4 separate regions of the Zea mays genome follow, and regions 2, 3 and 4 are each linked to region 1. A link is a contact called in public Hi-C data. All regions are on one chromosome and are shown on one strand. The core of a region is the stretch at or near the end of the contact, and the rest is flanking DNA. Distances in the headings are between cores, read along the strand shown.

Region 1 (7,235 bases), core at 1,688-4,187:
GCTTCGCGCAAAGGGTCGCCGAGGAGATGGGAATCCTGGCCTTGGTTTTCTGGACCACCAGTGCGTGCGGCTTCATGGGCTACCTCCACTTCGCCGAGCTCATCAGACGAGGCTACGTGCCACTGAAAGGTACTCCTACAAGTTTTGGTATCAGTCCTGCTGGATCTGATTTGAAACCAATGATAATTTGCCGAAATCAACTAGCCGCACTCCGAGAACTGAAATGTGACATCTTGTTCTTGTTGTGCACTCTGTGTTAGACGAAAGTGACCTGACGAACGGGTATCTGGACACGGCAATCGACTGGATCCCCGGCATGCCGGACATCCGTCTGAAGGACATCCCCAGCTTCATCAGGACGACAGACCGAGACGACGTGATGCTCAACTTCGACGGCGGCGAGGCGCAGAACGCGCGCAGGGCCCGCGGGGTCATCCTCAACACGTACGACGCGCTGGAGCAGGACGTGGTGGACGCGTTGCGCCGCGAGTTCCCGCGCGTGTACACTGTCGGCCCACTCGCAGCGTTCGCGAACGCCGCGGCAGGAGGCGAGCTGGACGCGATCGGCGGAAACCTCTGGAAGGAGGACACGAGCTACCTCCGGTGGTTGGACACGCAGCGGCCGGGCTCGGTGGTGTACGTCAACTTCGGCAGCATCACGGTGATGACCGCCGCGCAGCTCGCCGAGTTCGCCTGGGGCCTGGCGGGCTGCGGCCGGCCGTTCCTGTGGGTCATCAGGCCGGACCTCGTGTCCGGCGAGACCGCCATGCTCCCGGAGGGGTTCGTCACGGACACCAAAGGAAGGGGAATCCTGGCGAGCTGGTGCCCGCAAGAGCTGGTGCTCTCGCACCCGTCCGTCGGCCTCTTTCTGACGCACTGCGGGTGGAACTCCACGCTGGAGAGCGTATGCGCCGGCGTGCCGATGCTCTGCTGGCCCTTCTTCGCTGAGCAACCGACGAACTGCCGGTACGTGTGCGACAAATGGGGGATCGGGATGGAGATCGACAATGATGTGAGGAGGGAGGAGGTGGCGCGGCTCGTGCGCGCGGCAATCGACGGAGAGAGGGGAAAGGCGATGAGAGTGAAGTCGGTAGTGTGGAAGGAGAAAGCTCGACAAGCGGTGGAGGATGGTGGATCCTCCAGGAAAAACTTGGATCGACTGGTCGATTTCCTGCTCGCAGGGAGTGATCTCCCTTGCTGAGTTTACTTCAAAATCTTCGTGCCGGTTTTTAAAGTCTAATAAAATTTTCTTTTGGAATTGAGTGGGTGTTATTTTTTCCGAATGAAAAAAACCGATATCATTCTCTACCCAGCTATGTTAAATATGGGAGTTGCTAAAACTAAGGTGTACAAAATTTAAGGCTACTTTCACGTTACATATATTTTATGTTTAAATTATAACTTAGTTTGGTCTAATTTTCAGATATAATCTATATTTTTCAGATCCAAGAATAAAAACCTGTTAGATAAAACTATAAACCCAACAAAATTTAACATGTATTAGCATAACAACAATTTATAATTATTCATATAGCCATACAATGGGGAAATGGTATACACAGACAATTAATACAGAAATTTGTGTCTCTAGTTCAGTAATAATGCTCATCTTCCTCAATGGTTATGTAAATTTTAGCTCCCTAAATTACAGATTTAAAAAGTTGTTAAATAACTTTTGGAGTAAAAAATGTGAGTTCTCCAATAGTTCTCTAAATATAGGTTGTAGTTTTGTTTTGTATCTATGCACATAAATAAGATAGGTCACAAATGTCAACAATCACTTTCATTACCTATATGATACAGTCAACATTTTTGTTTAGGAGTTGCTAAATGGTTGCCAAATGTAGAGAGAAAATAGGGTTAGATGAGAAATTGCTAAATTTAGAAAGTTAATTTAGAGAAATTGCTACATCCATCACTGCCTGCCAAAATAATAATTATCAGTTGTTACAACCTCTTCCGCATCTCGCTCACTCATAAACTAACACAGAAGTATAATGCAAGTGGGGATCGATGGTCAGCGTCACCAAAAAAATCTGGTGGTGTGTTTGTGGGTAGCATAGTTCATTTGTCCCTCTAAATTAGGGGGTGTTTGGTTTCTAGGGACTAATTTTTAGTCCCTACATTTTATTCCATTTAGTTGCAAAATTGCTAAATATAGAAACTAAAATTCTATTCTAGTTTCTAAATTTGGCAATTTATAGTCTAAAGTGGAATACAATAATGGGACTAAGGCCCCGTTTGGTTAGGGGTAACTAAAGTTTAGTGACTAAATTTTAGTCACTTTTAGTCCCTAAAGAAGCAAACATGGTGACTAAAATGGGATGACTAAACTTTAGTTCTTTAGTCACCAAGGGGTGACTAAAAGGGACTAAAGTAGTATTTTTACCTTATTTGCCCTCTCAATTTTCTTCTTATAGTAAACATCTATTAATTAATAGGGGTAAAACAGTCATTATTCACAGCAATTAATGCTCTTTAGTTCGGTTTAGTCACTGGAATCAAACAGGATACTTTAGCAACTAAACTTTAGTCACTAAAATTTAGTCGAGTGACTAAAGAAACCAAACAGGGCCTAAACATTAGTCCCTACAAACCAAACACCCCCTTAATAATTCCCTTAATAATGTCGCAAGCCATTGGCGTTCCCTAGCTGCTGACCTATTGTGGACGATGCACCAATGGCAAGTTTCTACTCTCCCACACGGCCACACCCTAGCTTACTGATGAAGACTCCATGGATGTTGGCCGCGCCAGGACTCGCGCTGGTCGACGCCGGCGCAATGCCGCCGACTGCCGTGGACCGTGTCTGCTCCAATCAATGCCCAGCGCAGGGACAATAAAACCCAGCCATCGCTGTAAGCGTCAGCGTCTGCTCTGTCGCGGCTCTCCGAGCCACGTCTCGGCGCGACGGCAACCATGCGCATGTTCATCTCTGTCCGGCACTATCTGAAATCAGATAGCCTTGTTACGTGATGTGTTGGAGCAGAAGTGTAACGAGCTTTCCAAACAAAAAACAAAAAAAAAACATGAGGTGGTGATGAGCAATGATCCAAAGAGCCGTATCGATTGCGTCGTCTCTCCTTGATCGCAAGCGCCTTGGCTTTTCTCAGTTTCTGTCTGCTTCGCTCGTGATGTCCGTCCTTCTCGCCATATATGCCCTACTACTATACCGACATGCCGTAACAGATTCATGGTGACCATCGCCACATCTCTCCGACGGTTAAATATCCCTCCCAGAACGCCCATCATCTGCGGCGTCATCCAACATGCAAGGGAAAACCTCGATGATGGGCTCGAACGCGCGCCCCCACGCGGTGCTCATCCCGTACCCGGCGCAGGGCCACGTCACGCCGCTGCTGCAGCTGGCCAAGGTGCTGCACTCGAGGGGCTTCTTCGTCACCTACGTCAACTCCGAGTACAACCACCGCCGCCTGCTCCGGTCCCGCGGCGCGGACTCGCTGGCGGGCCTCGACGACTTCCGGTTCGAGACCATCCCCGACGGCCTGCCTCCGTCCGGCAGCGACGACGACGTCACGCAGGACATCCCCGCGCTCTGCGAGTCGCTCTCCCGGAGCGGCGCCGCGCCGTTCCGTGACCTCCTGGCGAGGCTCAACGGCATGCCGGGCCGTCCTCCTGTCACCTGCGTCGTACTGGACAACTTCATGAGCTTCGCGCAGAGGGTGGCCAGCGAGATGGGCATCCTGGCAGTCGTGTTCTGCACCATGAGCGCGTGTGGCTTCATGGGGTACCTCCACTTCAAGGAGCTCATGGACAGAGGCTACGTGCCACTGAAAGGTACGGTACGGCCAACCCGCAGCATTTATAGCTATAGCTGTCGACGATCAAGCGCCCACTCGTTGCTCTATGCAACAGCGTTGCTCACATGTACACGTACTGTTTGCGTTGCGCTTGCGCATGCTGCAGATGAGAGCTACCTGACCAACGGGTACCTGGACACGGTGCTCGACTGGGTGCCCGGGATGCGGGGCATCCGTCTGCGAGACATGCCCAGCTTCATCCGCACGACGGACCCGGACGAGTTCATGGTCCACTTCGACAGCGGGGAGGCCCAGAACGCGCGCCGCGCGCAGGGGATCATCGTCAACACGTTCGACGCGCTGGAGCAGGACGTCGTGGGCGCGCTGCGCGGCGTCTTCCCTCGCGTCTACACCATCGGCCCGCTTCTCACGTTCGCCAGAGACATGGTCCGTCCCGACGCGTCCGCGATCTGCGGGAACCTCTGGAAGGAGGACCCGAGCTGCCTCGGGTGGCTGGATGCCCAGGGGCCCGGCTCGGTCGTGTACGTCAACTTCGGCAGCATCACGGTCATGACGCCGGCTCAGCTCGCCGAGTTCGCGTGGGGGCTGGCGAACTGCGGCAGGCCGTTCCTGTGGGTCATCAGGCCGGACCTCGTCACGGGCGAGAAGGCTATGCTGCCGGAGGAGTTCTACGCGGAGACGAGAGAGAGAGGGCTCTTCCTCAGCTGGTGCCCGCAGGAACAGGTCCTGTCGCATCCGTCCACCGGGCTGTTCCTGACGCACTCTGGGTGGAACTCTACGCTGGAGAGCATACGCGCCGGCGTGCCGATGATCTGCTGGCCGTTCTTCGCAGAGCAGACGACCAACTGCCGATATGCCTGCGCGAACTGGGGCATTGGACTGGAGATCGACAACAATGTCACGAGGGACGAGGTGGCACGGCTCATAGAAGAAGCCATGGACGGCGAGAAAGGCAAAGACATGAAGGCGAAGGCAACAGTGTGGAAGGAGAAGGCCGTGGCAGCAACAGAAAGCGGCGGGACCTCGAGCGTCAGCATTGATCGTTTGGTCGAGTTCCTGCTTGAAGGAAACGTTCCTACAGCTGCAGGCTAATAATATGAACAGTACGTGCATATGAAAACCGAAGTATAATGTTACCAGCAAATTTGTAATATATAAGTATAAATACTGAATTTGTTTCTTTCATGACGGTCAGCTTCACAGTAGAAAATATGGTGTCGCATGAACATGACAATTTCAGAATTCAGAGTGAAGATGCAAGCTTGCTGTCAGTATTTTCAGGTAGGCCTGTCAGCTGTGGCTTCACCTGCCATGCTACAGAGCGAACTGCGAACCATTTTATGATTCTGTGAGCAATAGAACAGCAGTTGAAATTGGTGCCGTCTCTACATCGAAGAGAAAAAATGTTCTTGCTGCAATAAAACTGGGTGGCTCCTCAATGAAAAACTGTACTGCATATTTGAGACACGAACTAACAGCACGGTAGTACTTTGAACACTAACATGCCACCGGAACTTATGCTAGCGAATTACTGAAGTTTGAACTTGAAGTTCAGTCAGCGATACAATGGATTCGGTGAAGAAATGCAGTGCAAGAATTAGAAAAGGAATTAGAAATAATGAAAGAACAAATATTTGGGAAACTTTTTCAGTCAAGATGTGAGAGTATCATGAGGACTCTGTTACAGACCACCAATAGTCTGCATCAGATTGACATCAGATCGTGTTGCCAGGATTTTTAGAAAGTCAATTTGGTGTGTTTGTATCTGAATCTGACACTACAGGCCTCGAATCTTCCTGGTTGTTTGCGATTGTATCTGGAGTTGAAGTTGGCTGAGCTGACTGATAGCCTGCTAAGATATGCCAGCGGTAAGATATCAGTTTATTGAAAACAAAGTGATTGTTTACAGTACTTTTCTGACTGATAGCCTGCTAAGACATGCCAGCGGTAAGATATCAGTTTATTGAAAACAAAGTGATTGTTTACAGTACTTTTCTGTAGTTAACTTATGTTAGATACACCCAGAAATGACAGTTTTACGATACAAAGATTTTATAGTAACAGGTATCTTGCAACATTAAAACTATTGAACCAAAATGTGTTTGTTTTGCAGGTTTCAGCAACAAACACCACGTTAACCGAAAGGATTACAGTAGCGTACCAGATGCATCGTCAGATTCCTTTGAGACTGCATGAGAGGGCAGCTGGAGTCTGAAATTAGGCGGAAGCGAATGCCCTGGTGGGAAAGAACCATCCATCTGTGCCGTTGGCTGCTGAAAGAACGCTGGTCGCATGGGTTGCTGCATCGGTGAGAATCCAGCACTTGGACTTGGGCCACTAGGCATATACCCCATGTATTGGTAGGGTGGTACTGAATGAGAGGCTGGACCATACATCTGAGGGTAGTAATGTTGTAGCACCTGAGAATTGTACAATGGCTGCTCATCAATTTTCAGGTTTCATGGTTTCGGTTAGATTGCTAGTTTGTTCTGGTGTCTCGTTCTGGTACAAAACGCATGATGGCCAATAAACAAAAGGCCCTGCCATGCAGACATCGCCAGGTTTTATTAGTCAAAAATACTTTGTATTCAAAGATGAGAAGTTTCGTTTCAATACTGAATTCAGAGCTTCAGATCATCGCAAGCAAACAGTGTGATTTAGCCAAATAATTCATACAGTACTGCCAGTTACTGTAAAAACAACAGAAATGACATTGAATGGCACGAGAGATCAAATGGAGACTGAATTGCTTGCCTGTTGGTATGAATAATCAGGTGGGTACCAGTACCTGCAAAAGATTGCAGAACATCTTCAGTGCCTTATAAAAGAATGATAGTTATTGCACTGAACCTGAGGCACATCGTCTTTCACTCCCAGGGACATATCTACCAGCTATCATTGCTTGTAAAGCCTACAGATTGTCTCAGGCACTATTATATGTCGAGCTAAAATAAGACCCTGTTTGGTTCCTTTAGGGTGCGTTTGGTTGAATATACGAGGAGAGATGGAATGAGGCGGCCACGTTTTCTACAGTGTTTGGTTGAGAGTCAAGCAGGAGCGAGGTAAACCCCGAAGTGATTTTTGGGGGCGGTGTGATCCCATAAAATTGAAGGGACGGTGTCGCCCTCGACTCATCCAACTTTGACATCAAACCAAACACTAGACTAAGGCCCCGTTTGGTTTGGGGTAACTAAGGCTCTGTTTGGTTTCTTTAGTCACTAGACTAAATTTTAGTGACTAAAGTTTAGGCGCTAAAGTATCCTGTTTGGTTCCAGTGACTAAACCGGACTAAATAGCATTAATTGCTGTGAATAATGACTGTTTTACCCCTATTAATTAATGGATGTTTGCTATAAGAAGAAAGTTGAGAGGCTAAATAAGGTAAAAATACTACTTTAGGGGGTGTTTAGTTTATAGGGACTAAACTTTAGTCCCTCCACTTTATTCCATTTT
Region 2 (7,235 bases), core at 1,275-3,774, 230 kb before region 1:
TGCTCCAGGATCTCCAGCACCGCCTCCGTCGCCACCAGCATGTACCCCATCTCCAGGTGCCGCAGCCTCGGCATGCTGCGCGCGATGGCGTGCGCCTCGTCGTGCTGGCACACCTTGTCCGCCAGGTCGATCGGGTGCATCACCCGCCGGAGCCCCACCAGGGACCTGCAGTGCCTGCCGAACGCCTCCAGCGCGCGGGCCCCGATCTTCGTGCAGCTGCTGATGTCTAGGAACGTCACGTTCGATAGCCGCGGCGCCACGGCTTCCACTACGGAGTCGCTGATCTCACTCCTGGGGATCTCCAAGGTCCCAAGAGCTCGCGCACTAGGCAGATTGTTCAAAAAAAGATGAAGCAGGGATCAGTTATAGTGCAAAATCTGAAATGAATGACAGCAACACTATGCGGACCAACTGATGACTGTCCTCATCTGCCAATAGGCAACGTGACGTGGTGTAATTGTGAGAGCCTGATGAGTGTGTGCCAGTACTTGTGTGTGTACTTGCAAATCCAATGGACACAATTCGAAGAAAAAAAAAGGTCTAATCCTAGTTCACAATGCAAACAATTCAGAACAATATACATCAAATTGCTCAACTTGTTATATCCTACAAGTAAGATTCAAGACCAGAAGGCGTGCCTTGGAATGCATCAAATCCCACTAGGCCCACTTCTAGCCTCCTAATCAATCAATCAATCAGAACGATCCCTAAGCCAGCCTAGACAAATAAAATGGACCTGAATTCGCACATCAGAAATTCAAAATAGAAAGGCTTGTTCTGACTGAGACAACCGACAGCCTGAAACGAAACCAGACAGATAGGCTTAGAATTCTAATCTATTGCTCTACGCAAACGAGCTAGAATTCTAATCTACTGCAGATGAACAACACAAGAATTTGACAGAACTGTTCAGTGTTCTGTTCACTGCCCACAGGAATCGTGACAAAATGAAATTAAATAAAATAAAAAACAGAGAGCATTGCCAGATCTCACACTTACTTGTCTGCGATGAACGAGAAGAGCGGATCGCAGGGCAGCCCGGAGACGCTGATCCGGCGGCACGAGCCGCCGCTGCGGCCGACGAGCAGCTCCACCATGCGGCCGATCTGCTCCGGCTTGCTTTGCTGCTGGCTCCACTCCTCGATGTCGATCTCCTGCCAGCAGTAGGGGCCGGCGACCACCCGCCCCCAGGACTTGCACACCCGCGGCAGGACGGTGAGCACCTCCTGGAGCGGCAGGTTGCGGAAGATGAGCCCCAGCGCGTCCGGCAGCAGCTCCTCCCAGCACCTGTACTCCTTGCCGTCCTCGCACTCCCCCATCACTTCCCTTCCCTTCCCTTCCCTTTCCTGTACCAGGCGAAGCACCGCCCTTATTACGAGCTATCCCATCCATTACGACTGAATGAAGAATGCCAACTGCCGCAGCTCAGGTTAAAACGCGAGTGGGGAATAAGAGCTACTGCTACGTGATTTCGTGCGCCAATCTCCTCACATCAAAGAAGCTGAGAAGAACTCAAGTCAACTGAACACAGATCTTGCAAGTAGACTGAGGCAAGCAAAAACAAGAGATAAGCGAACATTTTGAGAGATCAGATAGAAGGAAAATGCGATTCTTATCAAGCAACCTCATAAAATTTTCTAACCAAGACATCAGAAACCACCGAAGGATGCGGGGAAGCTAATTCCTCGCCCCTCTCCAACCGAGAGCCAAAGCATTTTTTTATTTATTTCCATTTCTTCCAAGCGAGTGCGGGGGGGGGGGGGGGGGGGGGGGGGGGGGGGGGGGGGGGGGGGGGGAGGGGGCAGCTTACCTTGGAGATCACTCAAGAGCCAGAGCCCAGAGATACTAAAAGCGGCAGTCTTCCAGCAGTAAAAATGGCTTTGTGTGCCCTGCGAGCAAACCTAAAGAAGGCAAAAGCACGCGAGAGTGGTGGCAACTGATACGATGTAGTAGTAAGCACCATCCAAAAGCCGGCTAGAAAAAAGCAGCTTCATTAAACGCTAACAATACTGGCTCCAATCACAGGGTACCAGGAAGAGGAAGGCGCGGCACAGATCTAAAAGAGAAGGCCTCTTGCGGCTGCAGGGACGGAAAGCGCAGCATGCCAATTGGCGAGCATCCCGCATACCATTTCTTCCACCCCGTGGCCGCACCAAACAGAAGCTACGGCTCCCAGGTAATTTGTGTGTGTGGGGAAGGACGCGAAAGCTTCGCCCTTTTTGGGGGTCGAAGCTGAAGAACACCGTCTTTGCCCAGCATAAAAATTTGCGCGAGAGAGAACAGCGGAAGAAACTCCGGAGCAGGCAAGCAGCTATCTATCATTACGGTTCGGGGGGGAGGGAGGGATTTTTATTGCCCGCGTATATTTACCGGATTGGTGGTGCGGAGACGAAGGCCCAGATTCCAATTCGGATCTGCGGGAGGCGGCACCTTGTGGAGGAGGGGAAGGGGACTGATCCGGCTGGACTGGACTTGAGGGAGAATCGAGAGGGCGACCCTGAGAATGAGGATGTGTTGGGCACCAGAAGAAGACGGGAGACTGAAGAAGGCTGCGGGCTAGTAGCTTCCGTTCCGTATGTGCGTGTGTGTTCTCGACTTCTCGTTGTCGAGGAGGAGAGAAAAAAAAACGCGCGGCGCGCAGTGGATGCAGCTGCAATCCGCAGATATTGCACGGCACGTTGGGAATTGTTTTTTTTTTTGGGTCTCTCTTCCCGCATAAATTCAAACAAGAATTTACTGTATTTACCAGCCAATGAAGACGGTAAAAATGTGAAGCATTATTCAGACAGCAGCAGCAGGAGAGGTTTTCAGTTGAACAAAAAAATTGTTGGATCTGGTTGGATGTACTGCAAGTGGAGCTGGACCTGCAGCTTTAATTAATCTATAAAAATAAAATATTATAGAAACCCCATCAATCCACAGAAAATGGTTACCATTACCACAACTAGAGTAGAATTCTAAAGTCGTGTCATGTTGACTTTTATTATTATGGAACCAAAGCTGATTTCATCACTGATTCGACACGGCTCAGCATTACTGCGAAGCGAAGCTAGAGAAACTACTGGCGGATGCGCCAGGGTTAGGTAGATTTCGTTGATAGTAAAAACTGTCACGCCGACGCTGCTGGGCGTCAAGGATAGATATACGGGAGCATGGGGGCTAATATAAAAATACAAAATGACTATTACCGAAGACAGCGGCACAAAGGTCACGTCAGTGTGCAGTGGACCAACGCTTTGGGCCTCCGCCGCATCGCCATTTCAGCCGTTAGGAGGTGGTGTGTGACGAGCACTGTATCGCCACAGTCGGTGCTTCCGTCTGTTTTACTTAAGAAGTTGGCACTTTCTCGGCGACGCGACGCCGCCGATGCAACGTGCGGTTCCGCTGTCACAGTGAGTGAACTGCAGCAGCGAGGTCAAATTATTAATCAGAACTCACCTCCAAACGTAGTTGTATTTTTTTTTGCATCGATGATTTATCAGAACTTTTTTGGGCATTGGCCCGTTTAACATCAACTGAAGGCTTCGAAGCCAGCACTACTACTACTAGCCAGGGAGGCAGGGGACTCTGTGGATTTCTGTCTCTCTCTTTCTCAGACCTTGTTCGTCAATCGTCACTACGCCTACTAGCTAGCGTTAGCCGTGAGTCATGTGAACGTGTCTGCCAGGGACGTGCGGCTGCATGATGGCGAGGTAGGACAAGTGTGGATTCCTTTCCCTGTCGCGTTGAATGACAAGCCCGTGGCACCGTGCCCGTGTCGGCCGGTTGCCCTTCCTTCAACACCTAGGACTGTCTGAGAGAAGAGTGTGTATAGCTTGACCGTAGCTCGTGTAGCCCACCCTGGCCGTGCACGCATGCATGCTGCCTGTCGCCGGACAGTTTTCTTATTAGTAATAGGGTTCGCACGAAGGCATGCATTCTGCAAGTGCCACTGTTCTGGGGGCTCCAATCCATGCAGAATCCTTGACCCGCGGCCTCCATTATTGAACGTACGTCTGTATATTGAAAACCAGACCGCGTTCAAAGTGTGTAATGTAATCTGCCGTTCGCACAGCGGCGGGAAAAAATAAATAAAAGGAGAGCGTCTTGCTCTCCCGTCGTCTTTATAAACCTTCGTTTCACACCATCTCGTTTGTCGTTGAAGCTAAGCGCTACGGCAGGCAGCAGCGACGATTAGGGAAGCGAGGTCGGTGACCGGCGGTGAACTTGCTGCTGCTGATAGCCTCCCTAGAATCGATTTAGGGCCCGTTCGGTTGTACCGGAATAAGCCAGGATTCATTCCAGCTCATCAAAATCTATATAAATTAGAGAAGTAATCCGGCTAGGAATTAATCCGTGGCTCCAATCCGGAACAACCGAACAGGGCCTTAAGATTTCGAGGTGGGAACCGAGACCGCAACAAACTTTGTAAACTTGACCCGTTAGTCTCCACCTCCTTTTTAGACTGCGTTCAACGGTTACCTCTAAATTTCGGAAAAAAATTGGATGCAGCCGGCTGCAAAACAGGATGTTTGTAGCGCCTCTCACGAAAAGGAGGATAGACCCCACCTGCAGGTCTATCAGATAACGTTTTAATTGTTTTGATGCACCTGCAGGTGAGATATATCCTCCTTTTTGTGAGGGGCTGCAAATATTCAAGTTTGCAGCCGGCTGCACACAATTTTTTTCCTAAACTTCTCCCCTTATATCCCACTCACGTGCCACGTCAGTGTTCTCTTCCCCCTTATATCTCTACCCTGTACAGCGGTTCTCCCTAAATCCTTCCCCTATACCCCACTACAACAATAAAATATCATTTTCTATATCTACTTTTCACCTTCTATCAATTTTTCATCTACTAATAATTAACCGTGGGCCTACAACACAATAGATAGGGGAGGAAAGGAGAGCACGCTGCATTCGGGGGGAGAGAGAAGACGATAGCGCGCGGCTGCACCGTAGGGGTGCTTTAGGGGGGCAGCGTTGCGGCAGGTAGCGTCTTTCTGTAGCCTCTACCGTATGGGAGAGGAAGCTCCGGCGGGAAGCGGTGAAGAGAGTCTTATAGGGCTCCACAATAGAGGCCCACTAGCCTCGTCTTAGGCTGAACGTCCCCGATCAAAGCACAAGGTTAAAGGATCAGATCAGTTCACCATTGGGCCAACTGTTGAAGATCAATTCTAACAGTTTTGCCCTGACAGCATGCTGAAGGATGCCTAAGAGATCTAGCTTCATACCTTAGCCGTTAGGGATCAATGACCTAGGTCGATCAGTGAGCTTGTTCCTAACCTGGTTGCCTGGTATGGAGCGCCCCTGACTTAGGAGGGCCTCAAGTTACAGAAGATCTCACTATACTAGGGGAGCCTTGAAGGTATGGAGGACCACGAGTCTTGGTCGCCTGGTATGGAGCGTCCCTGACTTAGGGCCTGTTTGAATAAACTAGAGCTAATAGTTAACTACAAAAATTAGCTATAGACATCCAAACAATCCAACTAATAGTTTAGCTATTGGCCACGTTTGGTTGAGACATCCAAACACTCTTAACTAATAGTATAGCTAACTATTAGCTACACCCTCAACTACCCATTAGTTATTAGTTGGTTCTAGCAGCTAAAGTTAGCTAGTAGTTAGCGGGTTATTTATTAGTAGCATTTTAGTGATCTAAAATATTAGCTCTAGTGTATTCAAACGGGTTCTTAGCTGGAGCATAGCAAGTCCCCTCGTGGCTTAAGTATGGATGGCAATGGGGGATTTCCTATTGTGGAATAGCTCCCCATCCCCGTCCTTACGATGATTTTTTCCTATGGGCATCCCTAGAAATGTTTGTGGGGTATTTCTTCCCCATCGTCGTTTCCCGCAGGATAAATCCCCGACGGTGATTCATTCTCCGCTTAATTTATAACTAGGACATACATCCTTTATTATTAATGTAAACGATTGTCCCCTATATATATTGTCAGATGTAAGAAATCATTATGTGTACATCAAAACGAACACATTTGTAGAATGCGTGATTTTTTAACAATATAATTATTTATTTTTATCATTAACTAGTACATCAAAACATTATCACATATAAGTTTAACGGGTCCCCGCGCGGAACGAAACTATCCATGTTTACCCGTCAGGAGAAAAATTCCCATTTAGATCCCCATAAGAGAAGAAGTTTCTCCATCTTCGTCTCCCAATGGAGAAATTTCTCGCGGGGAATCGGAGACCAGAGCTCTATTGCCATCTCTAGACATAGAAGGCTCCTAAAACACGCTCTTTGTGTCGATTGGGCTCTCGTCGATTTTAATTTTGCTGATGTAAGTGTCAGAAGACGTTCTATGGAGGAAATCTTGCATTAGGTTGACAGATAAAACACAAAGAAATGATTTGTTTGAAAGTAAAGATACTGGACGGGATTAGAGGAGATAAAATCTCCTTGTTTTTCGAAATCCTTTTCGGCGAATGAAAGCAACTACTGATACTGTAACAAAGCACCTCAGGGTCTGGCAACTGTCACGGTTCTTTTTTACAAACCATTATTTTTTACCCGTCATTGGCTCACTACACTACCAGGAGGGTGATCTCATTACCGACACATGAACAGGAGAGGCAGAGAAGGCAACAGCTAGCAACAGTATCATCCTGCTTCAGATGGTACGTGATTACAGGAGCACCTGGATGATTACCTGAAACGGAGAAGACAGCAGGTGCATCACCCGGTACTATTCCGCCCCGCACTACCACTAATTGCCCGCGCGATCGATCTATTACTGTTTTACTGCCTCCTCGAACCCGATCGGCCTGCATGCAGTCGAGGATCGAGCTCTGCCTCTGCGTCTGCCTGCTTGGGAGAGCGAAGAGGAGAGATGCCTGTGGCTCCTCTCATTTATGGTTGCGTCGCCAGGGCACTGTGGGCGTCTCCCGCCGTTGCTGCAGCGTGCAGCGCAGTGCAGCCTTCTCTCTCCAGCCATCATCCTTGTCAATTTCTCATGGTGCGCAGCGCTGCGTGCTCGTGCAGTGGCGGGGGAGACTTATTAAATGTGCATTGAACCCCAGCTCAGAAAGGCAGCAGCAGGGCCACAGGCGAGGAATGGATCACCAGTTCACCCACACGAGTTTTGACATGGCGTGTGAATTCAGCGTTCCACTTCGCTGCCTGCCAGCTTCCAGTTCCCCGTTTCCGCTTTTTTTCCAAAATGCCCATCTGAAGAAAAAGAGGGCACGGACCGAGCTGCAGTTCAGCCGCTTCCTTTGACATTGACAAACTT
Region 3 (7,235 bases), core at 2,867-5,366, 190 kb before region 1:
CTCGTTGGCCTCGTCGATGGAGGCCCGGAGGTGGGCCGGGTAGAGGTCCAGCCCGGGGTTCCTGGTGATGCCGTTGAACTCGTCGTTGAGCATCCGGATGATCTCGGAGCTCTCGTTGTTCACCACCGTCTTCAGCTGCTTGTCCCACGGCACCTGAAACGCATGGAACACTGGAATCAGCTCGGCTGTTGGGCTGTTCTGCACTTCTGCGTACCGAAAAGGAGGAGGGGGAGAATCAGATCCGCTGCTTGTTTGGTGGATTTGGAGTGACGGGATTGGAGGCTCACGGGGACGGTTGGCTTCCCGGCGTAGTTGGAGCGGGCGATCTCGTAGAGCTCCCTCACGCTCCGGGCGCCGTTGAGAAGGTCGGGCTCGGCGCCGGGCTCCTCGTCGTCGGCGGCGGGGAACACCCAGCCCAGATGCTCGTCGCTCTCCTTGGTCCGCTCGAAGATGGGCTTCACGACCTACGGTTCCGATGCAGCGCATCACGGGGAACTGGAATCAATCCACTGCCGAGCGAACCCCCGATCCGGCTTGTCGGCTCGCGATGGCGAGGGCGAGGCTAGGGTTACCGACGTACCGTGACGCCGATGGCGTGGTCGAGGCCCTTGAGCTTGAGGAAGGCGAGGCACCGGGACGCCCAGGGGCACGCGTACGAGACGTAGAGGTGGTACCGCCCCGCCACGGCAGGGAACCGCCTGTCCCTGGAAACGGAGCTCCGGAAGGTGGATGGCGACCGGCCGAAGGCGCCCATGTCGGTGACCTCGTCCAGCGCCGACCGCGCATTCATCTCACGCGCGCGCATGAGTCCATGAACAGAGCAAGCGGCAATCAAGAGTCCATGACGGCAGCATCTCAGTGTCGTGGGAGGGGATGAGGGCAGAGCGACGGCGATGGACTCGAGCGGAAGGGGAGGGGGAACGGGGGCTCTTTGCTCGCGTGGGACGGTTGCGAGATGCGGGCCGGCCGCGGAAGGCAGTGACGGAAGGACGGATAAGATCGTACAACGGAAGAACGGACGGTTGAGATTGCAGGATGGCAGAACGGCAGGCTACCCTTGTAGCCTTAATAAGTAGTAAAGATTAGAAACTAATGTAGTCTCAAAAGTGCACAACTGTGTAAATAGACTCCGACAGACACACGAATTGAACTCTTTCTTTTAAAAGTTGATATTTGACAAGAATGTTACAAGTCCGAAATATACAAATGGGGTCAACCTGAAACATACTACAGAGAGTGGAGGTATGACAATTGGCAACTTTGCTGCTAGTATTTGTGCTATGCTTTCAGTTGGACCCGAGAAAAATGAATATGATTCGAACAATTAACAGTTATTGTGAAAGTGACATTACAACGTTATTAACCACAAAATTCTTCAGTTTAGCAAATGTCAAGTATAGTGCCTCGTATCACATCTTTAGAATTGCGAATGCGATCCTGTCATTTCAACAACCGATAACTCTGGCAATCCGACACAAAGGTCATGTGACAAAAAACTGATTAAAAAATCCGACCTGCCGGATTCGAACCAGCGACCTAAGGATTATTCTGCACAATCTACAGTCCTCCGCTCTACCAACTGAGCTAAGGTCGGTTTTGTTTTATAACATACATAGTATTTATATAAACTATAGTTTACCTAATGATATATATCCAAAGCATAGAAAAGCAGTCACAGACGAAGTGGCCTGAGGAGGCCGTTGGGTTAAGTTTCCTTATTGTTTTGTTCCTTGAAAGTAATTCGTATCTATTTGATTTGATAGACTGACACATGGATTTAAGAAGAGAAACAAGAAAGTTAATTTTATCCGGATGAAATTCCCTTAGCACGATTACCAACTATCTATGATTATCAAACTATAGACTGAAAAACTTTTCATTGAAAGTGAGTATTTTAAGCAATGCTTTATTTCGTTCTGTATGACATATGCAAAAAAAAATTGTTGAAAGCAATGCCATTAAACTTCTCACTAAGACTATATCTTCACTAAAACCAGTCTTATGTGTAATAAGGATGCTAGTACATTATTCTCTTCTCCCATGCCAAAAGGAGTGTATGTGGCGTTTTTCCAAGAATTCGGTTTCAACCAAACTTATATGAAAATGTATTACGGTTTAGGGTAAACATTAGATGGATCATAGAATAAACTATATCTTTTTTTGTAGAAAATCTATTTGGAAAGAAAAGCACTGATATTTTTATCTTACATTTTTATAGGAAATCTATATAAAAAATATAAACATTGGTACTATTTTTTGTATAAAATTACTCAGTAAAACTTAAAATACATTGTTTTAAAAGTATGTGATGTGTCTATTTTCTAGACATAGGGAGTTTTACGTTGTTAGATTCAATGCTATGGTCCTTGTTACTACGAGAGTTCGACTTTACTGGTTGTTCCGTTGTTGTCCCAAAAGATTATAACATTTGCCAATGGTGCTAATCGCGGGTCAAAGGATAAACAGATCGGAGGCTTTCATTGGATTGGATGGTCCACACTGGTCAAACCTTCAGAATTACTTTTCTGGGCTGTTTGGAACTGGGTCACATTGTGGCCCGACGCAACTCTTGGGTGGCCCATGAAGTGTACGCATTTTCCGCTTTGCCTGCCCTCGGATTGCAAGTGTTTTACGTTTTACTGCACGGCTCGGAGCATCTTTCGATCATTCGATGTGCTGTTTTCTGCTGCTCGCACATGGTGACTTGACGGAACATGCTCGCGAATTTCGCACTTACCATGGCCGTATAAGCATATTTTTCTAACCAAGTCTTATTATCTACTATAGGCTTTATACTATCTTTTCTTCCCATCTGCACGAATGTAAAAGCACATGATTCACGTCATAGTCATGATTCATACCAAGCTGGCAAAAACTTTTGGGAAACCGAGTAAATTGCAGGCAGAATCGACATGCATAAGAGTAGTATGTGCGTGAAAATACTTCATTTTCATTGAACAAATGAAATAATGCAACCTGGTCAGTACTACTTTAGCACAAACTTTTAGCCGCGTGGAACACTCTCCACAGCACTACCACCGCCACATCGCAAACACTAATTTACGATCCGCGAAATCTACCCCAAGGTGGCACACGACGACGTGTCCGGATCCACGAGCGCCGGGACCAGGTACTTTCTCCCGTGGGCCCCGTTGGCATTGAAGCTGGCGCCGCTGGCCGGGTCCACCAGCAGCGCCCCCGCGTAGCCGGGGTACGCGCCCTTGCCGTACACGCCGGCGCACGCCGTGGCGGCCTCGAGCGGCGCGTCGGCCGAGCCCTCCTGGTAGAACCCGTTGCCGAACGGGTTGGTGACGGTGCCGACGATCATGGACGCCAGCGAGATCACCATGCCGTCGACCCCGACGTCGGCGTTGGGGGGCGTGAGCGGCGGCGCCTGCGGGCCGTAGACGGGCTGGTGGAACGGCCACGCGCACTGTCCGGGGCACTGCGACGCCGGGTTGCCCACCCACACGTACGCGAACCGGCCGGCGCGGGACCGCGGGGACGCGCCGTGCGTGCCGCAACGGGACGCGCAGAACCCGTCCACGGCCACGTCGGCGGCCGTGAGCACCAGGTTGATGGCGCGGCTCGGTGCCCCCCTGGCGGCGAGCCTGAGGAGGTCCCGCTCCGTGAGCCGCCTGCCGAGGGAGCAGTTCCGGTCGACGGCGTGGGAGCCGAGGCGCAGCGCCGGGAAACGCGCCTTGGAGGTGTCGTAGTACTTGCGCGCCGTCTTGAACCACGTGGACACGGACGGCTCCGGCTGCGACTGCGCCGCCGCCCGCGGGGCCGCGGACAGCGACGAGACGAAGTCGGTGATCACCGCCCGCTGTGGCGCCGTGAAGTCGCCGTACCAGATGAAGTTGACGGCGATGGGGCCCGACAGGAGCGCGGCCTTGTGGTACTTCATGGTGATGGCCGGCTCCTGCACGAGCGCGGTGAGCCTCCGCCTCCCCGCGACGCAGGCCTGGAACATCAGCGCGAACGCCAGCAGCGTCGCCGCTAAAGATGCAGTGGAACAAGCCATTGGTGGCTCTCCAAGACGAAATTTCTATTCGGGGAGTGGGGTGGGGTTCTTGGACGAATAACTTTGAGCTGGTTCCTGGCTTCTTGCTCGGTGTCGAGGATTTGCTATGGATGAGGATGAGCGGGGGTACTTTATTTATAGCCGGCGAAGTGTGTGAGTGAAGTGTGAGGGCTGCGGCGCGGCGCGTGACGTATGACGAGGGGGCACTTTCTGGACCAAAAGCAAGTGCCTGTTGGGTACGGTCAGCTTTTTTTCGTTGGTTTGACTCAAAAACAGTTTTACGGATAGAGCTATAAATATTCGATAAGTATTTTAAGATTTATTTAATTTTACCTCAGAAATTGTGTCTGTGGGAGTAAGTGAAAATAGTTGTTTTCAAAATAAACTGCTTTATTCGAAATAATTTAGTATGAGAAGCTGAAAACAGTTCTTTTTTGTAGAGGTGGAGGGCAAAAGCGATACAAACAGACAGGCTGCCCGAACGGTCACTGACAGCTGGTTTTGCGTACCCTGCCAGCTCCCAGCTGTAGTTGGGTTGCCATTTTACCACTTTACCCCGGCACTTGGTGCAGCCCGGCGGAATGTAGGGGCAAGTTGGGGATTGTGTGGGGGACGGGCAAAGTGGGGACTGCTGGAGTGGGTAAAAAGCACGTTGGCTTCTCGAGGCGCTTGAAATTTTAGGCAGCCGAACGTTGGGAGGGGTGGTGGGCCGGGACCGCCTGTGTGGATTTCGAACGTTGGGTTCACTGGTTTATGGGCCCGTTTTCCACTTACTACAAGCTGTGAACAGAGGAGCAGCAGCAGCAGGCATACCCAGGTACTATCCAACAGTTGGTGTTCACTTTGTCAGTACGATTCACTAATCCAATCACAGGCCTCACCGTCGCCGGTGGCATCAGGGTTAGGCCATTCCTCATCCACGTAACTTGCCAGCCAGGCTGGTGCTGGCCTGCATGCATGGGTATTGCCGTATTGGGGGTTGAAGTGGCTGACAGGTTGGCCTACCTACCAGTCATTACCCCCCGATGGCAGGGAAAATGGAAGCGACTGAGCGAGGAGTCCATGGGTGGATGATCATGTCCTATATCGGAACGTGTGATCCTGGCATCCTGCCATGTTATTTCCCAACACACGGCAAAACTTGGGACGGGAGTTGGGACCCCGTCGATCCCAGATCTCCATGGCCAAGCCAACGCTAGAACAAAGTGGTCCGTCAGATCGTACTACCATCACAGCTACGATCCCAGTAGTAGGCGAGCACCAACTGCATCATCGTCTTTGTATCGTACATAACTGACATATGGATCGCATGCAGCATGCTAGACCGTGAGCTGACAGACGATCACAGTGGGGGTTAGCGAAACCCGTCACTTTTCCCAATCCAATCGGGGAAGACGACGCACTCGCATGATCGGAGCCGATCGGATCGCATGAGATAGAGATCTCTGACGAGGCTCGTCAGCGTACGGCGGTTGGCGTAAAGCGAATGCCCGCATGTCAGCGGACCACAACAAACATGAGGACGTACGCGCCCGCTGTTAGGAATTTAGACATTTTCTTATCTAATTTAATGTAGAAATATAACTAGATAATTGTGATGACAGATATGTGCATGTGTACATAACTACTCGTATCATCACTAAAAAGTAGAATAACATGCACCAAAAAAAAAGTAACAGTGAGGGACCAATGTTTAAAACACTAGTGACTCCATTCAAATAAGATATCTCGTATGTATGTTTGATATAGTTGATCTAGTATCCATGGCAATTGGCACGTTATGGGCGATCGTCGTGTGTTCGCTTGCCTGTGACTGCCATTGCTTGTTAGAGCATGAATAGCTTGGTGGAGGAGGCGTGGGAGCGCGGTGCAAGGATCCAACCACAGCGAGGAGGATGAGAGCAGTACGCACATCAGGCGTGCCAGGAGGAACTCGGCGCGGGGAGTCCCTCTTCCCTGGATGCGATGATGAATGAACTTGACGAGAAACCACGGGAACGAACTCAAACACGCGCGCGCGCGAGAATAGACTGAGAGCGGATACAGACACTGACAGCGTGTACGAGGACGATCTCAAGCAAACGCGATCTCTTGTTCAGGCCTTCAGGGAGGCGTCACTCGATCTCCTCCACCGTTCGATCTTGACTGGAGGGTGGATGACAGAGGTAAAGTTACGACGTGGCTTCAAATTGAAAAGTTACTACTGAATCCGCGTCCGTACTAGTAGAGCACGTATTTGATTCACGACGAACATGAATCGAGCAGTATAAGTAGCTAGTAGTAATGGTTTTTTTCCCCCTTAACAGCCATTACTACGGATGCCGTACCGGCACGGCATCGTCCTAATGTCAAGGACAGTCTAGCAGCAATTTAAGCTGATTTCAGGTACAGAGTAGCTCGCTCTCACTCCAACCATTGGCATGTCTGCTGTCCTCGCCCGACTTACAACCGCTCCAGCAAACACCCAATCCCCAATGCCATGCAATGCCAAAAATGTGCCTGACCGCAGCAAACCTGTCCCTTCGAATAGCTCGGCCGTCAAACCCTGCAACACCCCCACTAACTCGCCTATAGCCTCCTCTGCCCCCCGTTTGGTGCGCATTGGTCGTCCACCCCGTGCCAGTGTTATCACCACCATCCGCCGCAAGAGCTCCAGGCTTGCTGCGAAAGAAGACGGCAATTTTGCCCATGCTTCAATGAAGGCTACTAGACTCAAAGAATTGAAGGAATCACTCCACGGTTGCTCTGCTGCTGTTAAACAGGAAGTTCAGAAAAAAGGGCTGCTCAGTCGATCCATTGCGCCGATCCCGATCCCTGCGCTGCGCAAACTAGTCCGTGCAGCAGGCCTGGGATGTTCTACTGCCAATACTGTTGGCGTGGTGCCGCTCGCCAAAGAATGATGAACAACAGCTGTGGTGTTCAAGGTGCAGTGAGCTGGTCGGTCTGCACCCCGTGGCTATCTTGGGTCTGTGTCCTAGTTACTTATTCTGCTCTATCTAGTTCTGTTCTCATCAGTCTAGTCTATGGTCTGGTCCACCTCTATTCCCTCTCTAGCCTTGTGTTCATGGTGTTTGTTAGTCCCCCCTATGTGTAATCTCAAGAATCTCGTTGTAATGTCGTGGAATGTTCGTGGTCTTGGCGACTCGGAAAAATGTAATCTTGTTCGTGAATCCATTGCGTCTATTGCCCCAAATGTAGCTTGCATCCAGGA
Region 4 (7,235 bases), core at 2,491-4,990, 150 kb before region 1:
CTCCACGATTTTTTTATAAATACCTTCTTTAAACACATCAAGATCCTCTACATTAATCACCACTTACATACCATAAGAGCATGCGCTATCGCGTATGCCCGCCTCATCACTTGTCATAATCTATATTGACTCTTGCTGATATGGCATAGTCTTGTACCAAAGCCATTTCATTCTTTAGTGGTATACAATGGGTACATACGATTGTTCTCAAGTTCTTTTAAAAGGTGCAAGAATTTGCTTGACAATATTCCAAAACTAAAAGTCAAATGATTGTTCACTGCTCGTTAGGAGAGTCGGATAAAAAAGTGTACAAATTGCTAGGTTCCGAACTCCCCCAAATAAAGGATGTTTTGCTGTAAGTAGAGAGATGGTATGCAAATGACCCAAAATGATTGAGTGATCCCCCAAAAGTTTAGTAACTGCACTTGAGAATTTTGAGTTATTTTTTATGCGGTACAACTATTTTGCATGTTAGTCTATTTTTCTATAAATACGGTGAGTAAAAAACTGTAATCTTAGACTGTGCGCATAGATGCTTTGTTTCAACGAACTAAAGGGGCCATTTCCTATTTTATAAAGTATGGATATGAAGGCTTCAACCACAACATCAATATTGCAAAAAAAAAAGCATAAGAGATGGACATAGAGCCATTATTCCTAGAATGCGTTAAGGTAAAAGAAAAAAAAACACTTTGAAGAACAAAATGACCTAACTGAAGATGACGCACTATGGGCTATAGAAGAGTCCCTCGTAGTTAATTATTTTCTCATATGATTGATACGACAATCGCTTCATCGACATCATATGGATATATTCGAAAACGTTTTCGGTTTCTTATTATTAAGCTCAGAAGCACGGAATTCTTTGGATGGTCATGATATGAGAAAGCGGCGTAATATTTTTGCAAAAAAGAAAAAAAGAAAAACTTTTGTTCATGATGACTCGTACCAGTCATATTGCCCGTGGTTCTTTGACGCTTCCCCTGGCCCCTGGCAGCCAGTCGCAGTCAACGATGGAGAGCGATGCAGGAGGCTTCGAGCATCGAGAGTAGTATAGCACGATCATGTTGTGTAGTAAAGCTCGATCGATAGACGACGACCAGTCGATAGAAAGCTGAAGATTGTGCAGTATCCTTGCTCAGCGCCAGCGCAGCTTTCCACAGCAAGCGTCTCGCACTCGCTGGGGCAATCCCGGACCGAGAGGCGCCGCGTGCTCGCGTCTCAGCAGCTGCAGTCGAAGCGTCCCATCCATTCTAGTACTGCCATCTTGCAATCAGCAACGCTTTGCTTTGCTTGCCTATTGCCTATTTGCCTTTCCCTCTATCGCTCTCGTCTCGTATCGGACCGTGAGCCGTGCAGCTGGAGATGGCGGTCGCAGGACGCAGGCGTAGCGTAGGCGCGTAGCGTAGCCGCGTACGCGCACGGACAACAGATTCCGCCACGGCGGGCGAATTGATGAATCCGCTGCCCCCGCCGGAAACGCCGGAACGGGTCGAATTCAATGAACAATGAACAGTGAGCATCACCGGACTGGACACTCTTGCAGCCGCAGCTTGAAGGCCGTAACCGTAAGGCCTTGGCGTGGTGTTCTTGGTCTTTTCTCGGCGTCGTCGACTGTGTGCTGGCTTCTTTTCTTTGACCTGTCGCTGCTGATGCGTGAAGCCTGGCGCCCTGGCATGAACACCGACCGAGACCGAGAGAAGTGAAAAGACACTAGTCCGTACTGTATGAATGACCAAGGGAGATCTGAGACGTCTCCATGGCTGGCTGCAACAGAGTTGCCGTATTCGTTGGTGAATCGTTATTGCCTGCCGTCTTTTTCACCCTGCGGTCTGCGCTCGATCGACTACATACTGCCACCGGGATCCCATGCCATGCTACTGGCTGGCTGACCTACACGCGGAACAAGGCCACGAATGTTTGACTGGTCGATTGACACACGTGAGTAGAGTAGTCGTTTCGACTGTGTCCTCTTGCTGCCTGCCCAGCACACCGCTCATGCTCGTTGCTTGAATTATCGACCGTACGGAGCCCTTCATTGTTCGGCTGGAAGCTGCTCCTGCTGCTGCTGCTGCGCTGAAGGATGGGTCACCAGTCAGACGAAAGGTCGCCGGTCTACCTCGTCTCTGCTGGGAGGAGGATTCAGGGATTGGACCATCCAGCCATGCAGATCCGAGCTTTGCCTCAGCTACTGTTTATAGCTTAGCTGGTAGGACAGCAGCCAGCGTTAGCACTCATCAGCTTCGTACGGTGCGGGGTCCTTCATCAGCAGCAGCCCATCACCCGCTACATCCCCGATTCTCAGGCATCCCCGATTTTAATGCGCAATTGTTTACACTACCTCCGTTTGAAAAACTATAACGAGAAGCTATAGTTACTGCCCGTTGTCTCGTGCTCCTAGTCTTTACCTTTCCGTTTTTGGTGTTCGATAAATGTACGTTTGGCTTAATTAAAATACAATGATAGTTAATACTAATGATTACTTTAAATACTATAGTTTACTAATAAATTAGCACTATATTGGAAATTCAAGGGACAAATCAATCAACTTAAATACATAGATCATTAGTATATCTATTGAGAAGTTGAGAAAAATGATTAAGGACTGCCACGTGCGCGCGCCGCTGTCGCCACGTGAGTCTGGCCGTGGCTTGTGGTAGATCGGATCTTAGTCCAAATAATTTTTTTTTCAAATGGCTGCGTATTTTTGGGCTGGTAATGGACGTCAAGTACTCGTCGGTTTGTAGTTCTAATGACACAACCGTTCCTACCTGTTGTCCTTCTGACTGCCTATAAAAATGGAGAGGGAGGACTCTTTTTCAATTATGTGCGATCTCTCACACACGTTGCAAACAACACGTCCCCGTCCCACTTTCTGCGAACATATAAAGAGTGGGAGAGCAGGCCTCCGAAATCGCCATCCGCAGAGATACACGTGCACAAGTGTGCGAGCGATATCAGATTTTTGGGGAGCGTACTCGCGACTGCTCGCGTAATCCGTTCGACACAGCGTTGCTTCGTCTACATCTTGTTCTTTTTCGTCTTATCTGGGCGACGCGTGCTGCTGTTCGTCTTCCGGTGGCCGTTCGAGGGACTATACGACATGCATATTCGTGCATCGACTTTGTATGACTACATACACACAAGATGTCTTTATATTTGTACATATTTTATTGTTATTTACTGTTTATGCGAGTAATCGTACACACGCATATATATCTCATCCCATACACTACATTGTTTTTTATTAAATTTTTACTATAAATGCCTAAACCCAACAATATTAAAATATCAATGTTTATGACGTTAATGCAAATATATTATAAAAATACATCTCATGATGTTAACTGTTTAGTTAAATTTGAATCTACCCTACTATAGCAACTGTTTCAGAATTATATATATTTCTGTGAAACATAGCTGATGATTCCATTCGTTCATTCATTGTGACACGACAGACGGTCAAAGTGTAGAGCCCGGCCATGTCCCCAGAACGATAGCGACTGTTGTGTCGTGGCGCCATCCAATCCAACCTTCTCCTTTCAATTCGCACCTCGATTGTAGAGATGGCGGGCGCAGTAGAACGCGCGCCACTGGTATGGAGGGCAACTGGGCAAGGGCACAAGGACAAGGCCGTGTTAAAACCAAACCAAGCGTGGCCACCGGTCCTGTCCTTACCGGCCGTGGCGTCCGTCCCCCACGTTTGTATATATATACACATACATATACTAGAATTGTCCATGTCATCGTCTCGTTCCTCTGCTCCCTTTTGCAACCTCCCTTCATATAGGCCACTGTGACCTGCTTCCCTTTCGCAGTTGCGCATCTCCATAGCCACCTCGGAAGCTCGAGGCCGAGGATCCACATATATAGCATCTGTCTTTTATACTAGGTTTTAGTTTTTGGGAGAATCTACACGGCGCAGAAGCTAGGTAGCTTTCTTCAATAATCTTGGTCCAGTCCAGCAAGCTTCCCTGCTTCCCCTTGCCCTCGATCGACCTGCTGCGGGCCCAGAGACATCCATCCATCCATCCTTCCTTCCTGGCTGTAAGAAGAGGAGATGGTCTCATGGCCGTGATCTCACCTCGCCGAGCGCTCGTCGCGGCCGTGTCCCTCTGCCTCCTCCTCGGCGCCGCCACCAGCATCCGCACCGCGACGTTTTCCCCTTCTCAGGTACGAGACCATCGCCACCCAACACGACGTCGCTTTCGTGTTTCCCTCCTGATGACTCCCGATCCTGTGCCGCGTAAGTGCGTCTCGGACTCATCTGAGACTGACAGTGCGTTGCGTTTCTGTGAGGCGCAGGAGAACCTGGCGGAGGACAAGTCGCGGCTGGGGTCGACGCCGCCGATCTGCCGCAACCGGTGCAGCGCCTGCAACCCCTGCATGCCCGTGCAGGTGACGACCGCGCCCGCGGGGCTCGGGCGCGCGGCCCGCGTCACCGACGCCGACGCCGACGCGGTGGCCGGCTTCTCCCGCTACTCCGACTACAAGCCGCTGGGGTGGAAATGCGGCTGCGACGGCCGCCTGTACGACCCCTAGCCGAGCGTGCAACGCCAGTGCACTCTGCTCCGGTCCGGTAGGGTGGGGGAGACTGGAGGCCATCCAGGTTCTTGGTGTCATCTGTTCTTGGTTTTTGCATGCCCATGGGCCATGGCGGCTTGCTTCACAAGCTTATTATTTCTCTCTCTATTCTCTACTAGTTCGAGCTTGCAGCTTGTACCGCCCGTAGCCGTAGCCATTTTTTTTTTGCTCTCTGCTGAAACAATTTACTCGCGTGTAAAGAGTAACCGTGACCGTGAGCAGTAAAAGTTGTAGTGGTTACCGACCGCTGATTGGCCAGTGCTCTCTCTCTCTCCGTCTCTGGTCATGACAGACTGAAGGCAGGCCTGCGCGGCAGCATGTGACTCGCCTGACGGTTCTGCTAGCCTGATGAATCTACCGCTGGATCGCAGTGCCGCTGATCCGCCGGCTTCTTGCGTCTTGTAACCTTGCGTGACGTGTGGCCGCGCGGGACACACGCCGAGGGAGAGCCCCCACCCCACCCTGATGATGCGATTTTTAATCTGACACTGCTGCGTAGTTATTGTGGGCTGTGTGGCCATGGCCGCCTTCGTACGGCTCTGATGCTTCGCCATGTGTTTTGTGTAGTGAGATGTCTTCCTCGCGCCCAGCCCGTCGTCCGTACGGGACAGTGAGGAGGGAGAGGAGCCCATGTGTTTTGTGTACTAGTTTGGCAGCCGTGGTTATTATAGCACAGGGAGAAAACTCCGGCCGGGGATTTTATACCTCACATTCATTTTCCAATGGGTAAAAGCCCTAGGACCTTGTTCGATTATTTTAATCCATATGTATCGAAAAAGATTGATACAAATTGAGAAAAAATTTAAGATTCAAACCCCCTCAATCTCTCTCAATCTATATGGACTGGAATAGAACCGAACCAGCTCTGAAGGAGAATTTACCCCTATTCCGTTTGGAAACAGGGGGCCAGTGTCCCATCCCGTGCAAACCCCAATAGCCTAATTTGTATGCAAGGATTGTAAAAACAGCCTCATAAAGCTCAAAATAATGCTCACAATAATACAACGGCAAATATAAAATAGCCTCATAAACCTCAAAACAATGGAAAACTTCATATCCGTTCACACATTCAAATAGCCTCATAAAGCTCAAATTAATGGAAAACTTCATATCCATTTACACATTTAAATGTCCTCATAAAGCTCAAAATTATGGGAAAAAATTCATATCCATTCACACATCCAGGTAGATATCATGTCAAAATAAAATGAATACAAGCCTTTTTTTCCCATATGCTTCACAAAGAACCTTCACTCCGGAGAATATGGAATACAAATCGTTTTGGCATTAGAATAAATTATGACTTTATCTCCTTTTTGCAAGATACACATAGTTTCCAATTGTGAGCTCACATATTGCTTTATTTTCAAACCATGTATTGCATCCACTGAGTACTCTACATGTAATAAGAAAAGAAATAGTGAAGGTTGCTGAATATAGTTTGATGAGCTTGCTCCTCCCATGTCCAGAGAAATAAAAAAGATAGGTTTGATGAGCTTGCTCCTCCCAAGAACCCATATCTAGAGAAATGAAGAAATAATATGAGAACTTATAAAAAGCTGCCTTAATTAGCAGCAGCAGTCATCCAACAACATACAAGCATTGTTTAAAAAAGCATAATTCTAATTGTCGGGGACCATAATTAGGGGTACCTTCAAGACTCATAATTCTCAGCTGGTAACCCCCATCAGCACAAAGCTGCAAAGGCCTGATGGGTGCGACTAAGTCAGGGATCTGTCCATTCGAGGGACTCGATCACGCCTCGCCCGAGCCCAGCCTCGGGCAAGGGCAGCCGACCCCGGAGGATCTACGTCTCGCCCGAGGCCCCCCTCCAGCGACGAACATACTTCCGGCTCGCCCGAGGCCCAGTCTTCGCCAAGAAGCAACCCTGGCCAAATCGCCACGCCAACCGACCAAATCGCAGGGGCATTTAATGCAAAGGTGGCCTGACACCTTTATCCTGACGCGCGCCCTTCAGTCGACAGAGCCGAAGTGACCGCAGTCACTTCGCCGCTCCACTGACCGGCCTGACAGAAGGACAGCGCCGCCTGCGCCGCTCCGACTGTTGTGCCACTCGACAGAGTGAGGCTGACAGGCAGCCAGGCCCGGCCTCAGGCTCCATAGGAAACTCCGCTTCGCCCGACCCAGGGCTCGGACTCGGGCTCAGCCTCGGAAGACGGCGAACTCCGCTCCGCCCGACCTAGGGCTCGGACTCGGGCTCAGCCCCGGAAGACGGCGAACTCCGCTCCGCCCGACCCAGGGCTCGGACTCGGGCTCAGCCCCGGAAGACGGCGAACTCCGCTCCGCCCGACCCAGGGCTCGGACTCGGGCTCAGCCCCGGAAGACGAAGAACTCCGCTCCGCCCGACCCCAGGGCTCGGACTCAGGCTCAGCCCCGGAAGACGACGAACTCCGCTTCGCCCGACCCCAGGGCTCGGACTCAGCCCTGGCCTCAGCCGACGGTCTCCGCCTCGCCCGACCCAGGGGCTCGGACTCGACCTCGGCCTCGGAAGACAGACTCGACCTCGACCTCGGAGGAGCCTCCACATCGCCCAACCCAGGGCACGGACCGACCACGTCAACAGGAGGCACCATCATTACCCTACCCCAAGCTGACTCAGGCTACGGGGAACAAGACCGACGTCCCATCTG

What was found. Hi-C and Micro-C count contacts between places; a contact is called where the count stands out from the background.
Region 2: a Hi-C map of ear shows a contact between it and region 1, with 2.5 times the contacts expected there. The contact joins the promoter of LOC100285680 here to the promoter of LOC103654243 in region 1. A contact is called at or near these places in 5 of 25 Hi-C or Micro-C datasets (ear, leaf, seedling and 1 more).
Region 3: a Hi-C map of leaf shows a contact between it and region 1, with 5 times the contacts expected there. The contact joins the promoter of LOC100283062 here to the promoter of LOC103654243 in region 1. A contact is called at or near these places in 5 of 25 Hi-C or Micro-C datasets (bundle sheath, ear and leaf).
Region 4: a Hi-C map of leaf shows a contact between it and region 1, with 6 times the contacts expected there. The contact joins the promoter of LOC100278711 here to the promoter of LOC103654243 in region 1. A contact is called at or near these places in 7 of 25 Hi-C or Micro-C datasets (bundle sheath, ear, leaf and 2 more).

Annotation. Positions count from the first base shown.
Region 1 is chr4:185,375,359-185,382,593 of Zm-B73-REFERENCE-NAM-5.0, forward strand. LOC103654243 (7-deoxyloganetin glucosyltransferase) reads left to right here and starts at 2,938. Exons shown (of 4, transcript XM_008681073.4): 1 at 2,938-3,798; 2 at 3,928-4,885; 3 at 4,978-5,650; 4 at 5,896-6,256. The coding sequence starts at 3,270. The coding sequence ends at 4,874. LOC103654242 (7-deoxyloganetin glucosyltransferase) reads left to right here. Exons shown (of 2, transcript XM_008681071.4): 1 at 1-129; 2 at 261-1,308. The coding sequence ends at 1,201. It overlaps LOC100381763, which reads right to left. Exons shown (of 6, transcript NM_001174565.1): 4 at 6,537-6,570; 5 at 5,944-6,202; 6 at 5,270-5,631. The coding sequence ends at 5,528.
Region 2 is chr4:185,149,221-185,156,455 of Zm-B73-REFERENCE-NAM-5.0, forward strand. It overlaps LOC100285680 (ubiquitin-protein ligase), which reads right to left and starts at 2,525. Exons shown (of 3, transcript NM_001158571.1): 1 at 1,811-2,525; 2 at 1,000-1,346; 3 at 1-324. The coding sequence starts at 1,319.
Region 3 is chr4:185,182,073-185,189,307 of Zm-B73-REFERENCE-NAM-5.0, forward strand. LOC100283062 (phi-1-like phosphate-induced protein) reads right to left here and starts at 4,117. Exons shown (of 1, transcript NM_001155964.2): 1 at 2,931-4,117. The coding sequence starts at 4,024. The coding sequence ends at 3,077. It overlaps TRNAY-GUA (transfer RNA tyrosine (anticodon GUA)), which reads right to left and starts at 1,594; the gene lies at 1,509-1,594.
Region 4 is chr4:185,220,890-185,228,124 of Zm-B73-REFERENCE-NAM-5.0, forward strand. It overlaps LOC100278711 (EPIDERMAL PATTERNING FACTOR-like protein 1), which reads left to right and starts at 3,741. Exons shown (of 2, transcript NM_001151897.2): 1 at 3,741-4,173; 2 at 4,306-4,830. The coding sequence starts at 4,069. The coding sequence ends at 4,542.